Regions from separate parts of the Mus musculus genome. Here regions 2 and 3 are each linked to region 1. The links are chromatin contacts, called in public Hi-C and HiChIP or PLAC-seq maps. All regions are on one chromosome and are shown on one strand. The core of a region is the stretch at or near the end of the contact, and the rest is flanking DNA. Distances in the headings are between cores, read along the strand shown. Region 1 holds the start of Ell2 (elongation factor for RNA polymerase II 2). Region 2 has its middle 15 kb from the start of Cast. Region 3 holds the start of Pcsk1 (proprotein convertase subtilisin/kexin type 1).

Region 1 (4,681 bases), core at 1,200-3,699:
AGCTCAAAAGGGAAAAATAATGCAAATAAACATTAATTTGCTACACCATCATATTAGCCATTAATAAAGATTTGATTCCCAATAAAATAAGGTGTGAGAAAATTTTACCTAAAATGAAGATAATAATCTTCTACTAGAAAAGGGGAAAGAAATAAGACGTTTCAAAACTCCCCCAGCCTTTGGCTGTCATCAGAATTCTTAGTAAGAGGAGACTAAGTTAGGATGTCCTGTGGGTGGGGATTTACCCACCCTCACCGGAAAAGCAGTGGGATACAGGCTTAACTTGTTCGAGCAAACCCCCCCATTTCCATCTTCACTCCGCCCCCAAATAACTAAGGCGTTAGATATGTGTTAAGTTCTTCCCTAGAGAAGGAAAGAAAACAAGAAAGGTTCACACAGAAGTGTTCTCCAGACTATATTTCATTTAGATATTTGAGTCAGGTATATTTCATGTTTTATGAAACATGAAGCTTTTATTTTGCCCTGTAAAAGTACATTTCTTAATTCACCCCCTTGTTATTGCCTTAATTTCCTTATTCAATGAATTTAAGTGAACTGGCACTATACGAACACTAAAGTAATAGGTGGAAACCATGGGTTAACAGAACTCATACCAGTGGGCTGAAATCAGGACAAGCTACAAAGTGATCTGATGAAACTAGACTTGATACTCAGACTTTTATTTAATAACCACACTACAGAAAGAATTCCTTCTGAGACTTTCATAGCAAGCATTCATAGAATGCTTGAGGGTCTGGAAAAGGGGGGATTTACTAAGGTGTGGGGTGAATATAGAATTAAAGGCAATTATAGCCCAAATTGTATTTAAAAGCTAGAAAAATACCATGTAAATATCTATAAAAAAAAAAAAAATCCAGAAAGACGATGGTAGGGCTTTACAATAATGAATGTCTCGATTTTTAAAACAAAAAGGGATATCTTCTTTTTTTTTTTTTTTTTTGGTTTTTCGAGACAGGGTTTCTCTGTATAGCTCTGGCTGTCCTGGAACTCACTTTGTAGACTAGGCTGGCCTTGAACTCAGAAATCTGCCTGCCTCTGCCTCCCGAGTGCTGGGATTAAAGGCATGTGCCACCACGCCCGGCCAAAAAGGGATATTTGTACAGAGTGCCTATCCCTGCTTTTAAATCTTTCACTTGTTTGTTTGTTTGTTTAGTTTTTGCTCTTGTTTTCTGAGACAGGGCTTGGTTTGAAGCCCAGGCGGGCCTAGAACCTACCTTCCACAGTCAATCTCCCAGCCTCAACTTGGCAATTGTTTGCTTTTTGTCTTGTGTTTCTGATCAGCCAATTAATTGACCTTCTCAGGGGAAACCTATCTAGTCTATCCGCACACAGCTTAAAGAGGATTGCTGTAGGCACCCTCCTTTAGCCATGCCCACACACAGTGTAAACTGAAGTGGAAACTAAGCCAAGCCTCCTTACACTTTGGCCTCTACCTCCTCCATTTAAACTCAGTAAGACCTCCTAGCCTAAATAAAACCAATGAAAGACACAGATCTCAAAGAAGACTCAGAGAATGGGTGGTATCATTGTTTCTTTTTACCTACCTCAAGGTCAGTTATACTCTTCAAGGGCCTTTGAAAGAAGAAACCCCGAACAGTATGGTTTCCCCATGACCCATAAAAAGGCATAACCCTGATCATATGATGAGCTCCAGTGCATATTCTATTCCTTTGAAGTCACATACATGTATGAGTTGATTTTGAAAGACTCTAAGGTCCAACTCTATTTATTGTATCATGACCACCACTCAAAACACATTTAATGCACTGGTATAATTTTGTGCTTAAGTTTTCCACACAGTCTCACACAACTACTGAAGACTACAGCTGACTTGGTAATTTCAAGTCTGGAATTAAAAATAAACAAACAAACAAACAAACAAACAAATAAATAAACCTTTGTGCCACCCCAGTACTGAACTTCCTTTTAAGGAAAAGCTCTCTTGAGACAGCCTACGGTGTCTGCACCACAGAGCATATCAAGACCCAAAGCTTGTGCAGCTGTCAGGAAACAAAATCCGTACTTGGTCATCTGTCCTGCCTTCACCCCTACCGAATGGGGATCTTCACTTCGTACCGCAAGAACAGGTTGACCTATGTGTTCGGTCCACTATTACCTCTCAAGGGGCGGGGCTCCGACTTAGGCTCACTTGGTAACCTTGACACCCAATTAGCAGGGTTCTGCCCCAAATCGGTCCAGCCAATCGCCGCAGGAGAGCCAAGACGAGACATGACGTCAGATAAGATTAACTCGACGCGTCACCCCGACGTCAACCTCTCCTCTGTCGGACGTCCCGTCCTGAGAGCAAAACTCCTGCGACTTTGGGCCCCGCCCCCTTGAGGTGAAGAGCAGCCAATGAGGGAGGCTCTGTGGGGATTCAGACCAATGAACAGAGTCCAGGGCGGGGTGCGGGCTCGAGGGTGGGGCGGCCCGCAGCTGTGGAAGCCCGAGGTCTAGCTGCGCGCAGTATATGACAGTACGTCAGCAGCGGGATGGCCGTAGCTGTGGCGGCGGCTGCAGGAGCCCGAGCAGCCGCGGCCGCAGTGGAGGCTGGAGCCCGAGCGGCGTCCGCGGTGGCACCCCGGGGAGTTTAAGATGGCGGCGGGGGGGGCTGCGGGACTGCGGGAGGAGCAGCGGTACGGGCTGGCGTGCGGGCGGCTGGGGCAGGACAACATCACCGTGCTGCATGTGAAGCTCACCGAGACGGCGATCCGGGCGCTGGAGACTTACCAGAGCCACAAGGTGAGCGGCCGGCCGGGCAGCGCTCGGGGAGGCGGCGGCCACTGATCTTTCTGCCGGGCGCCTGGCGCCGCGCCGGTGGGGCGCTGGCTCCCGCTGCTGCCTCCGCACCCGCCGAAGGGAACGAGGCCAGCCGCGGGCGCCGACGCCGCGGTCCGGGGCCTCTGGATCGAGGGCGCGGGCGGGCGGCCCCTTGTGGCGGGGTCGGCCTGGCCGGGGCTGCGCGGCCGCTGCGGGACTTTCCGACAGCCGCCCGCGGGGTTTCTGGCTTGTTTGGTCCGGAGGAGGAACCGGGTCCTTTGGGAGAGAAGTGTGGCGATCGCCTTACCCTCGGAGGGGGCGCACGGAGCTACCAGTAAAGAAGCGAGGGTCGGAGGCCGCGAGCGGTCAGAGTTTTCTGGGAAACGCGGAGGGATGGCTGAGTCGCTGAGCGAGGGGCAGCGGCACTCCGTGGGGGTGAAGACATAACTAGTACTCTCAGGGACTCGGAGACACTGGCACCCCTATTGCAGGCGAGAGTGTACATGGTGTACTCGGGAAGGCCGGGACACTGGCGCTGCGAGGAGGGGGAGGGGGACACACCTTGCACTCTCGGGGACTCGGGGACTCCAGCTCTGTGGGTTGGGTTCCCGGAGACACACCGCATACCGAGTGGCCGCAAACCGACACCTCATCTCCGGGAGAGACACCAGAAGACTCAAAATCAACTAGAGCCTGAAACAAGACGGCCGGGTCTGGGGAAAGGAATTCTCAGAAGCTCCGCGTAGCCGAAAGGCGCTCCGCGTCCTGTGCTGGCTCGCTGTCTGTTGGCGAGGAGCGAGCCCGAAGGTTGTGGGGAGACAGACGGCTGACTGGATGAGATTCTGCTCTTTTCCTGGGCCCCAGAGAGAGAAACCTGTGGTCTCCGCCTCATCCCATACTCTGAGCGCTTGACTCCACTAGAGGAAGAGGCTCCAAGGCACATACCCTGTAGCTGGAGTCCAAACCCAGGAACTTTCGCACAGAAAGGCACCGTAATGACAATTTAACCAGATGGGGGTATAAGGAAGCCGATTATGGGCATGTAAAAGGGGGTGGGGGAGTAGGGAGACGAAAGTGGACATGTTGTCGAAGGGAAAGACTATACCATATGGAAGAGCCAGGGGCATTTTGTTCAGAGAAAAGAAACAAACAGCTACACCCCACAGGATTTTCTAACAAGAAGTTCAGTGCCTACTAAAGAATATATTCCAATATGTCTCATAAAACAGGCACAGAGGGACTCGGACCTCACATACTTAGATAAAAGTGGAAAAAGAACTAACATCTGTTGAGCTCCTACTAGTGCCAGGCACTTTAAATGCATACAGAGAAAAATAGTCTTAGGCAGAGCCATCGTGAGAAGCAGAAACCTGGGCCAGCAGAGCTTCCAGAAGCTCCCACACACATGCACACACAGAGAGAACATAAACAGTTGTGTACATCTTGGGAGTATATGAGTTCACCTGACAGAAAAGGAAAGATCCAGATCATATGCTCTCAGAGGCTCCCAAAGAATTGATTGGGCACGTGTTATGCACAGAGAAGCATATGGTGGAAAGTAATGACACGTTTTGTGGAGATTAAGGGGAAGCCAACAGGGAGGAGTGCAAGTATATGGAGAAACAGACCTTCCACCCAGGGAGAAGACCTCAAATAAGGCTTGGAGAGCAGTGTAGAGCCACCAATAAAGACACAAAGATCCAAATAGCAAAACTGAATGTGCTAGTAGCTACTCTCCAGACAGGTTCACAAGCAAGAAAGAGGCCAGTACCAGCATGAAGTGGGAGGCCCATCTGGGGAAAGCCAGGCAGGAAGGCAGGGGGGCCAAGGCTGACAGAGAAACTCAGCCCTGCAAGATGGAGAGATAAGGTTGTGGGTTCCAGGGGCATAGGAAGCAATG
Region 2 (4,681 bases), core at 703-3,202, 890 kb before region 1:
GAAGAGCTTCTAAAACCAGAGTGGTCTAGATTAGAGCTTGGATATTGCTTGTGATAATTTGAAATGCCCTCGCTTTTCCTTAGCTGTCTTTGTGGTAGGTAGTTAATAACATCGTTGACCCAATGCTTTTAAAGCCAGGGTACAACCAGTATATTGTAAAATTTAATGGGTCACTATTGGCAATTTTAATCCCAGTACTTAGGAATCAAACCTCTGTGAATTCAAGGTCAGCTTGATCTATGTATAGATCAATATAACTAAAACAACATAGAAACAAACAAAGAAACAAGTAAATAAAGAGAGAAATAGAGAGGGTGACAGATAACGATGGAAGGAAAACAGACATATAGAATATAAAACTTAAGCATGGCCTGCCATCATCATCATTTTGAGTAATTTATTTCTGTAAGCCAATATTTTCAACGTTGAGTCAATTTCTTTTAAAAGGAAAGAAAAGAAAACCATATTGAATACTTTACCAGAGACACAGGTAGACTTCCTGTTGTATGTTCCAGACTGAAATAAAGCTGAGTCAGAAACTATCACTGTGTATTAAAAGGCATTTTTCATAATCCTTATTTTTATGGTCTTTTTAGAATTTTCCCATTTATATTTGCACATTTGTAGGGCATATTTTACATTAGTATGCTTTTACTTGACAATAAGTAATGAAGATTAGATTTGTTTTATGAAACTTTATGGTGTACTTATTTGAACAAATTATAAGGATTTGCTGCAGGATAGAATCTTTTTTCTTCATGAGGACAATGTAAGAGAAAAGTTAGAACAATCTATCAAGAACTGATTTGCATACTTTATATGTATTTTGGTTATTCTCTGAATGTGTTGGCGCTTTTAGTTCTTAAGTAACTAGCTCAAACGAAAACCAGGAAGATTATTTCAGAGCTATAAAACGCTTCTCACAATCAATGGCTTCTGAGTGCAACTGGCCTTCCATAAAGCAGTGTGGCACAGCAGAGGGCTGTGAGAATGCTTAAGTGCTCCATTCCCACTCCCTTCCCTTTCCTTGGAGGCCTGATGGTTCTTGTTGTAGAGGCTGGGTTCCTGGTCTTCAGTTCCTATAATGAAGCCCAGGTCTGGCTTCCTGCCACAGTTCCTGCCACCTGGAGATGTTTTTCTTTATCTAGTTTTCACTACCCATTGTAGAAAGTAGACCTGTTTGGGTGAGTTCAAAGCAAATGTAAGTTGGGGAAGGAATAGGATGGTGGACAGCTGATTGTCCACTCCAAAATAAATAAATAAATAAATAAATAAATAAATAAATATAAATTAATAAGGAAGGATCTGAGTGAAATTAAGCAGAAATTCAAAATGGTGTCTGTGCAGGCCCATTGTCATCTCTAGAAATTAATGGATATAATACGTTTGTTTTGAATTTGTTCACTTTTATACTTACACATTTATAAAATACATTTTTATTATTATTAAATTGACTTAAAAAAATCAAGATTATTCATGTGACCAAACTGTCTTTGTCTAAAGTGACACTTTTTTCTTAATAAAAAGAACTGTGACATGTAGGCCATTAGAAAGCCTCTCTTCAGCACGTTGTCTTCATGTAATTGTCTTCATGTAGTAATCTGAACCTGACACAGAAAGGAAAAGAAGAAAAAAAAGCAAACCCAAGGACACAGGATAAAAGTCAATGATTGCACACTTGCCTAGCATGTACAAGGTTCTAACCCAGTATCCCAAACAACAATATTTTTTAATAATTTTAAATAAAATAAGTAAAAACTTATACATGTAATATGAAATGATTTGCAAGAAGAATACAGACTACTATAAACACGAGAGAGAAGTGCCATTTGGCAGACACTGAAACACAGTTTTACTCATGATGATTTTATTTTCTGAGTCAGGTCTAACCAGATCTTCTACAGTGCTGTGTTTGGGTGTGGTGTTGGAAGTCTGTGGTGAGTCACACTGATGATCAACCACGGGATTTTTTTCTCTCTCTCTTTACAATGGAGGAATGTGGTTTGTTGAGCATATCACCCACTCTGAAGGCCTTCTGGATATTCTCCAAACAGGCTTGTGTTGGTGTGTGCATGCAATTCCAGCCCTTGGGAGACCGGGAAGATGGAGTTTGAAGTCAGTCTAAGATGCATGAGGGAAATCTGTAAGGAAAAAAAAAAAGCAGGGGGCGGGGGGGGGGGGAGGGAAGAGGAGGGAAGGAGGGACAGGAAGAAGGGGAGAAGATGAGGAGGAAAAGGAAGGGAAGTGGAAGGGAGAGGAAAGGAAGAAGTCTTTGAAAGAAGAAATGAAGGCCAGACACATATAAATATATATACATATATACATATATATGCATACACACACATACACACATATATATATACACCCATATATATAAAATTGAATTTTTGTTGGCAATAGACATATAAAAATTCAGATTATATATGTATGCACATATACAAATATGTATAATATAAATTTTCCTATAATTAATTATGAAAATAGAGAGAGACTTAGATTTAGATTATTTATTTATTTTATATGTGTGAGTGTGTTGCCAGCATCTATGTCTGTGCACTACATGCATACCTGGTACCCAAGGAGGTCAGAACAAGACATTATATGACATGAAGCTGGAGTCATGGATGGTTGTGAAACACCATGTGGGTGCTAGACATTGAACCCAGGTCCTTCCTCTCAGAGAGTAACAATTGCCTTTAATCATTGAGATACCTTTCTAGCCCCAAGATGACAACTTTGTTTTCAGTAGGAGGTAATGAACTGGATATAGATATTAGAAAAAAAAGAAACTATTAATTTTATTTCTGTCATAAAATGATTTGTATGAGTTAATTTCTATGAATCACTTTGACCAAAGAAATTCATCTAATTTTCTTTCTTCCTTCCTTCCTTCCTTCCTTTCTTCCTTCCTTCCTTCCTTCCTTTCTTTCTTTCTTTCTTTCTTTCTTTCTTTCTTTCTTTCTTTCTTTCTTAAACGCGTTGTGACGGCGAATGTGGGGGCGGCTCCCAACATTTCTTTCTTTCTTTCTTTCCTTCCTTCCTTCCTTCCTTCCTTCCTTCCTTCCTTCCTTCCTTCCTTCCTCCTTTCTTTCTTTCTTTCTTTCTTTCTTTCTTTCTTTCTTTCTTTCTTTCTTTCTTTCTTTCTTTCTTTCTTTCTTTCTTTCTTTCTTTCCTCCTCCTCCTCTTTCTTCTTTTCTTCTTCTTCCTTCTTCCTTCTTCCTTCTTTCTTCCTTCTTCCTCCTGCTCCTCCTCCTTCCTTCTCCTCCTCCTTCCTTCTCCTCCTCCTTCCCCTCCCCCTCCCCCTCCTCCCCCTCCTCCTCCTCCTCCTCCTCCTCCTCCTTCTTCTTCTTCTTCTTCTTCTTCTTCTTCTTCATATTATTATTAAATCTTTTTTGACAGTTCAGTCATTATCTCCCTCCTGTTCTGCCCTTTTGCTGTTCCTCATCACATTCCTACTCTCTTCTCTCCAAAACAATGTCCCTACTCCGTTACCCCACCAGGCCTCTCCACTTCCTGGGGCCTCAAGTCTCTTAAAAGTTAGGCGTTTCTTCTCTCACAGAGGCCTTGCCAGGCAGTCCTCTGCTGTATATGTGTCAGGGACCTCATATCAGCTGGTGCATGCTGCCTGGTTGGTGGCTCCTGCTGGGAGATCTCAGGGGTCTGGGGTAGTTGAGACTGCTGGTCTTCCTATGGGGTTGCCCTCCTCAACTTCTTCCAGCTTTTCCCTAATTCAGCCACAGGGTGTCTCCAACTTCAGTTCATTGGTTGGTTGTAAGTGTCTGCATCTGACTCATTCAACTGCTTGTAGGGTCTTTCATGATAGGATCCTTTCTGCATTCCATAGTCTCAGTAATAATGTCAGGCCTTGGGGCCTCCCCTAGAGTTAGATCTCACTTTGGGTCTGTCATTGGACCTCCTTTTCCTTAGGGACCTTTCCATTTTTGTCCCTGCTGTTCTTCTAGACAAGAACAATTCTGGGTTAGAGTGTTTGACTGTGAGATGGCAACTCCATCCTTCACTTGATGCCCTATCTTTCTGCTGGAGGTGGACTCTACAAGTTTTCTCTCTCCACTATAGGGCGTTTCATCTAAGGTCCTTCTTTTTGAGTTCTGAGAGTCTCTTACCTCCCAGGTATCTGGTATATTCTAGAGGGTTCCCTCATCTCCTACCTCTCAAGGTTGCCTGTTTCCATTTTTTCTGCTGGCCCCTACAATACCTTCTCATGTTCCCCCTCTTCCTCCCCTGTCCTCTTTACCACCCAGGACTCTTGTTCTGTCTCCCCTCCTGTGATTGTTTTCTTCTTCCTCCCAAGTGGGATTGAGGCATCCTCACTTGTATCCTTGGGCTTGTTAACCTTGAGTTCTGTGGATTGTATCCTGGGTATTCTGCACTTTTTTGGCTAATATCCACTTATTACTGAGTACATAACATGCATGTCCTTTTGGGGCTGAGTGACCTCACTAAGGATGATATTTTCTAGTTCATTTGCCTCCAAAATGCATGAAGTCATCATTCTAAATAACTGAGTAGTATTCCATTGTGTAAATAAACCACATTTTCCTGTATCCATTCTTTTCATTTACTGATTGGGTTGTTTGGGTTTTTTGGTGGTTAGCCTTTTGAGTTCTTTATACATTTTGAATATTAGCCCTCTATTGGATGTGGAGTTAGTGAAGATTTT
Region 3 (4,681 bases), core at 1,151-3,650, 620 kb before region 1:
CTCCAGTCTGTCCCAATGTGCCACATAGATATTATTTTCTAGGTTGAGAAACCCACTAATGAAATGTTGCTTCTACTACATATCCTATTCCAAAACACCTTCTGCTTTAATTACAGAATCAACATGTAGTAGTTTTTACCCATAGAAAACATTTAAATTGACACAATATTGGGAAATATTAAACTAAGTTATTTCATTGACATCTATTTTTATTTATAAATAACATTGTGTTTTGCTACCCAGGCTGTACTGAAGCCATCCTCCTCCCTCAACATTCTTAATTATTTCCGAACACCTTGGAAGAGTATTATTCCAAGTCTGGAAATGTTCTTTTTGGTTGTTCAATTTGTAGTAAACAAATTGCATATTATTTCAGGCTGCATATTTAATTTTATAGAAGCATACGTTTTTATAAATTTGCTTTCTAAGGTCAAACAGATGTCATGACCATAGGAACTTATTCTTTCTTTAACACTAACCTTGCACTTATTTCTTTTCCAAACATCCGATAAGTCATTAACTGAATCACTGGGCGTTGGGAGCAGTCATGGTGAGCATTCCATAATAGAAACATGGTTCTGTTCAATATCTGAATTATTCCCTTCTCTATAAAAACTAGTAAGATCACAATGCTACTGAAAAAAATTTAAGTGCTAGAGTGTAGATCCCAGCATCCTGAAAAACAACAAACAAACAAACAAACAAAAAACTAGGTCCGGTTTAATCTCAGGGCTATGAAGGACAGAAACAGGGGATCACTGAGGCTTGCTGAATGACAGCCTAGCCCAGGTTCAGTGAGAGACCTTGTCTCAAGGGAAATAAGGCAAAAAGTGATAGAGTAGGACACCCAACATTGTGTTCTGGCTACATACAGTATACACAAACACACGTGTCCGCGCCCCCCCCCCCCCCACATACCCTACTGAACCCTTCATCAAGTCTTGCCTCGTTTTCATATAGTGGAGACCATCTCTTGCTTCTTTTCTCTGTTTGTTGTAGTCCCCTTTCCCTGTAGTCTTCCTTTTCTTGCTTTATGCCATGCACCCTCCCCCATCCTCCACTCCCACTCCCTTTAGGAGGTTAAATAATCTTTTTCAGAAAAAAAAAATACACCTCTCAATTTCTTTTCCTTGCCAAGTAGGCCCGGTGAACAAGATGCACATAGTAACCATCATGACCCTCATCAGACTTCCACTAAGGCTTCCTAGTTTGCTGTTCAAAGGAGGGAAAGACCCAGGTCAAACAGAAAGCTGCTGAGAGCTGGCCAGGGCAGCAGCGCCCTTTCTGCTCAGAAGGCTTTCATAGAGGCACTGAGATTATCGCTGTCCACACATCGGTGCTGAATATTAAAGGCTGGGGTTTGCTCTCCTCTGTTCAATCCCTCCAGTTAGAGTCCATCAAGGCAGTATGATTGCTGTTTCGAAGGTGGGCATAGGGACGTTCTCTTATTCTCCCTCTAAGGGCAATCTGTATTCCACAAAGATTCTTGCTGTATTTTATGTGAAAGTACCAGCACAGCTTCAAGTCAGTGCCAAAGTTAAAATCTCCAGTGAGGGAAAAATAGAAAGTTCTGGGTTAATGAAACTTGCCACCTCCCTCACTGAGTCGATATGAAAGTCTTTGGGGCTCTGAACCTCCTCGTTGAAAATTTAAAACATGTTTCTATGTTAAAAACTCATGTTGCTAATCAATCAGTCTTCCTTTTCTCCTTTTTAATGTAAACACTGTAATGATGGTGGCCCTGGGCTCCAAATGATCTGGGGTCGAATTTTAGAAACTGCTTTAGTAGGGGTCAGAAGCAAGAGAGGAGGAATTACGAGTGATTTAAAACGCACTATAAAAATGTTGTTTCAACACTGTGTAGAGGAAGTGCTTATTTCCTTACAGGATTTGAAACAATGCATCAGGTAGCTTCGCTCCTCTGCTCCCAGCCTCTGAAAGATCAAAACACGAGTCCTAGATTGTGTCTGTTTTATAACAAATGCTGATACTCAAGAACCATTATAAGAATTCTATCATCACCAGGCACATTCATAGGAGATATAAGGTAAGATAGAGAAAATAGATGGAAGGCGGGGGTGGGAGGTAGGGAGTGAGGGGTAATTGTTGTGCTTCCTGCCTTGGGATCTTGGTAGTTATATTCAAATGAGGCGGTTCTCTTTGAAGAATGGAGATGTTTCTCACAGCTACAGTATTTATGAACAGGCAGCAGAACTGACCGATCCCACCAGTTTCTTTTCCTTTTCTTAATCCTTCCCTGCCTATTTTAGTCACTTCTCCACCCCGCCGGGAATACCATCCAGTTCTCAGTCCAGGTAGATCTGACGTCAAGAGATGGCTTTCGTCGATTTGACGTGTAAACACTCATTTCTATTCTGGTTGGTAAGGCTGGGGCTCCACTCAGTCGGGAGACTGAAGCACTTTAGTGAGCGCTCGCTCTCGCCGCCCAGCCTCTCCCAGTGAGCCTCTAGCTCTAGTAGAGCAACCCAGAGCCAGGAGAGGTTTTAAGCTGCTGGGTGGAAAGGTCGAGTCTAGCTGGTGTGTCTCTGATCTTGCTTCTTTTCTCCCAGCCCTTCCTACTTGTGTGAGAACAAGGTTTTGAGCCATGGAGCAAAGAGGTTGGACTCTGCAGTGTACTGCTTTCGCCTTCTTTTGCGTTTGGTGTGCACTAAACAGTGTAAAAGCAAAGAGGCAGTTTGTTAATGAATGGGCGGCGGAGATCCCCGGAGGGCAAGAAGCTGCCTCTGCCATCGCCGAAGAACTGGGGTATGACCTTTTGGGTCAGGTAAGAGTTTCCACTTTCGAAAAACTTTCTGGGGCTTAAGGACTCTGGTAGGGCTAAAGTGAAGTGGGAGCCGCTTGCGCTACCCGGCGCCCAGTGTCGCAAGCAGCTCGGAGAATCCTCCCCCTGCTCGCGCTTTTAGAGGAGAAATGCTTGCATTATTTACTGTTTGGGCTGGGCGCCGCTAAACAAGAGGAAGCTGCTCAGCCGACACTGTTCTCTCTGTTGTTGGCTCTAGACTTGAAATCCTCTTCCTCGAGGTTTGGAAAATGAAATAAAAAGCCTTTTACGTTTGTTCGGGGAACTTGAAGGTGCACAGGGGCTCTCGTCTATCTTGGGAAAGGAAGTGAGCTCGGTCCCCTGGGACACAGGAGGCTTGCGGCCAGAGCTGACGCTTTCCTTCTTTTTCAATATGGCAGCACCAGCTCCCAGTACTGAAAACAGGGGACAGGCAGGCTTGAAGATTCCTGAGTGTAAGGGCGCGCCCAGCTGCTGGTACTAGTGACTCCCCAGTCAGGTGATGGTGGTGGTAGTTCAGAATCTGTAGGGGAAACTGGAAGGGGATTAGGTAGGGGAAAAAGTCCGAGCATCGCCAGTGGGGGAGTTCAGGATTTTCCCTGATAACTTGTGAAGTCTGAGCTTCCTAACTTTGCATGGCCAGTGTCTTAGCATGGTCTGGTTGCAGAAATGACTGTGGGGAAAGGATCTCTTTCTGTCTTGTACCTCGGCCGTGTGCACAAACATTTCCTGGGGTTTTCGGGTTATGAGATAAACTGATATTTGTCCAAGTGTATGCTGAATTAACAGACAGGTGGGGAGGGGTGCGCAGAAGCATTAAGTTGGAGTCTGCTTGGCAGAGCAGTCCCAAAAGAGAATCACAGAGGGTGTGATTTCTAATCTGAGCATTTCTTTCCCTTGAAATGGAGTCAAACCCCTCACCATTGCCAGGGAAATTGTCCACAGTTAAGGGGGGAGAGGAGGGAGTAACGAGTTGTAAAACATTTTGGCGCGTTTTCTATTCTGGAGGTGGTGATTGAGACTCTGAAGTCACAGATGAGTAATCGGCGTAGGCAGTGTCTATTTCATACATCAAATCCACTAGGAAATATTCCTTCTCTAGCCAGAGGCTTCATTCTCTAACTTTGTGAGCTAAATGGTCCTGAAAGACCCAGCATGAAACTCAATAAAATTCCCAGAGCCTTTCTGAACAGTTCCAGGCTGTGCCTTAGGGACTGAAGACTAAAAGGAGGATAAGACATGCTAAGGACAATGGACCTGAATGCAATTTGTGTGAGAGATGTTGTAGTTGGTGGTTTAATTCAGCATGTTTTTTGATAGAAGGGGGAAAGGTAGAAGGGAATTTGGGGGGGGGGCATGAAAAAAAGCTACGGAAAATATCTACTACACAGGAGTTGAGTAAAGTCTGAGGCTGCCAGAAGAACATGGTGAGTAAGATTGGAGAAGTCACTCCAGGCATAGAAAATAGTTTACAGGGGAAACAGACACAAAGCTGCTTCGTATTGTTTGGTTATTGTGTATAATTCTTGAACATTTGGGAACCAAAGAGAGAGAGTAGCTGATGGAATTTTCCAGGTGGGTAATACAAGCATCATGGAAATTTGTATGTCCTAGGTGGGAGAGGTGGTATTTAGTCAGCAGCTTGATATTTGTGATGGGAAAAGAAAGAGAACATAAGACTCTCCTCCCCCACACGCCACACATCAATGTCATACACACATCTACACCTAGACCACTATGTATAAAAAGTATTTTTCAAAATAAACTAGCTTCCCTCTAGTCATTTTTTTGCTAAAGTGTCAAATTCAATAACAAAAGTTTCAAAAAAATAATTTGCAAAAGACTAGCGGTGCTTTCTTGGCTCTGCTTACTTCCCATTTT

Evidence for each region. Hi-C and Micro-C count contacts between places; a contact is called where the count stands out from the background. HiChIP or PLAC-seq counts read pairs in DNA pulled down with a chosen protein or histone mark.
Region 2: an H3K4me3 HiChIP or PLAC-seq map of bone marrow-derived macrophages shows a contact between it and region 1, with 4 times the contacts expected there. The contact joins the enhancer-like site here to the promoter of Ell2 in region 1. A contact is called at or near these places in 2 of 39 promoter capture datasets (hippocampal neurons and liver), 1 of 115 datasets of contacts at active chromatin or transcription factors (bone marrow-derived macrophages) and 1 of 9 other capture datasets (liver).
Region 3: a contact with region 1 is called in a Hi-C map of cerebral cortex, with 3 times the contacts expected there. The contact joins the promoter of Pcsk1 here to the promoter of Ell2 in region 1. A contact is called at or near these places in 4 of 39 promoter capture datasets (the C10 cell line, cranial neural crest, hippocampal neurons and 1 more), 1 of 484 Hi-C or Micro-C datasets (cerebral cortex) and 1 of 115 datasets of contacts at active chromatin or transcription factors (bone marrow-derived macrophages).

Annotation. Positions count from the first base shown.
Region 1 is chr13:75,705,035-75,709,715 of GRCm38.p6, forward strand. Ell2 (elongation factor for RNA polymerase II 2) reads left to right here and starts at 2,450. Exons shown (of 12, transcript NM_138953.2): 1 at 2,450-2,763. The coding sequence starts at 2,617. 1700037F03Rik (a long non-coding RNA gene) reads right to left here and starts at 2,123. Exons shown (of 3, transcript XR_873683.1): 1 at 2,045-2,123.
Region 2 is chr13:74,820,344-74,825,024 of GRCm38.p6, forward strand. No RefSeq gene overlaps it. Among named protein-coding and RNA genes, the nearest start is that of Cast, 15 kb to the left of the region's middle. Within about 2 kb of position 1,953, at least 46 of the 459 cell types and tissues checked have an H3K27ac peak or open chromatin away from gene starts, as enhancers often do. A contact at or near this core is called in bone marrow-derived macrophages, where this site is marked.
Region 3 is chr13:75,087,457-75,092,137 of GRCm38.p6, forward strand. It overlaps Pcsk1 (proprotein convertase subtilisin/kexin type 1), which reads left to right and starts at 2,401. Exons shown (of 14, transcript NM_013628.3): 1 at 2,401-2,785. The coding sequence starts at 2,606.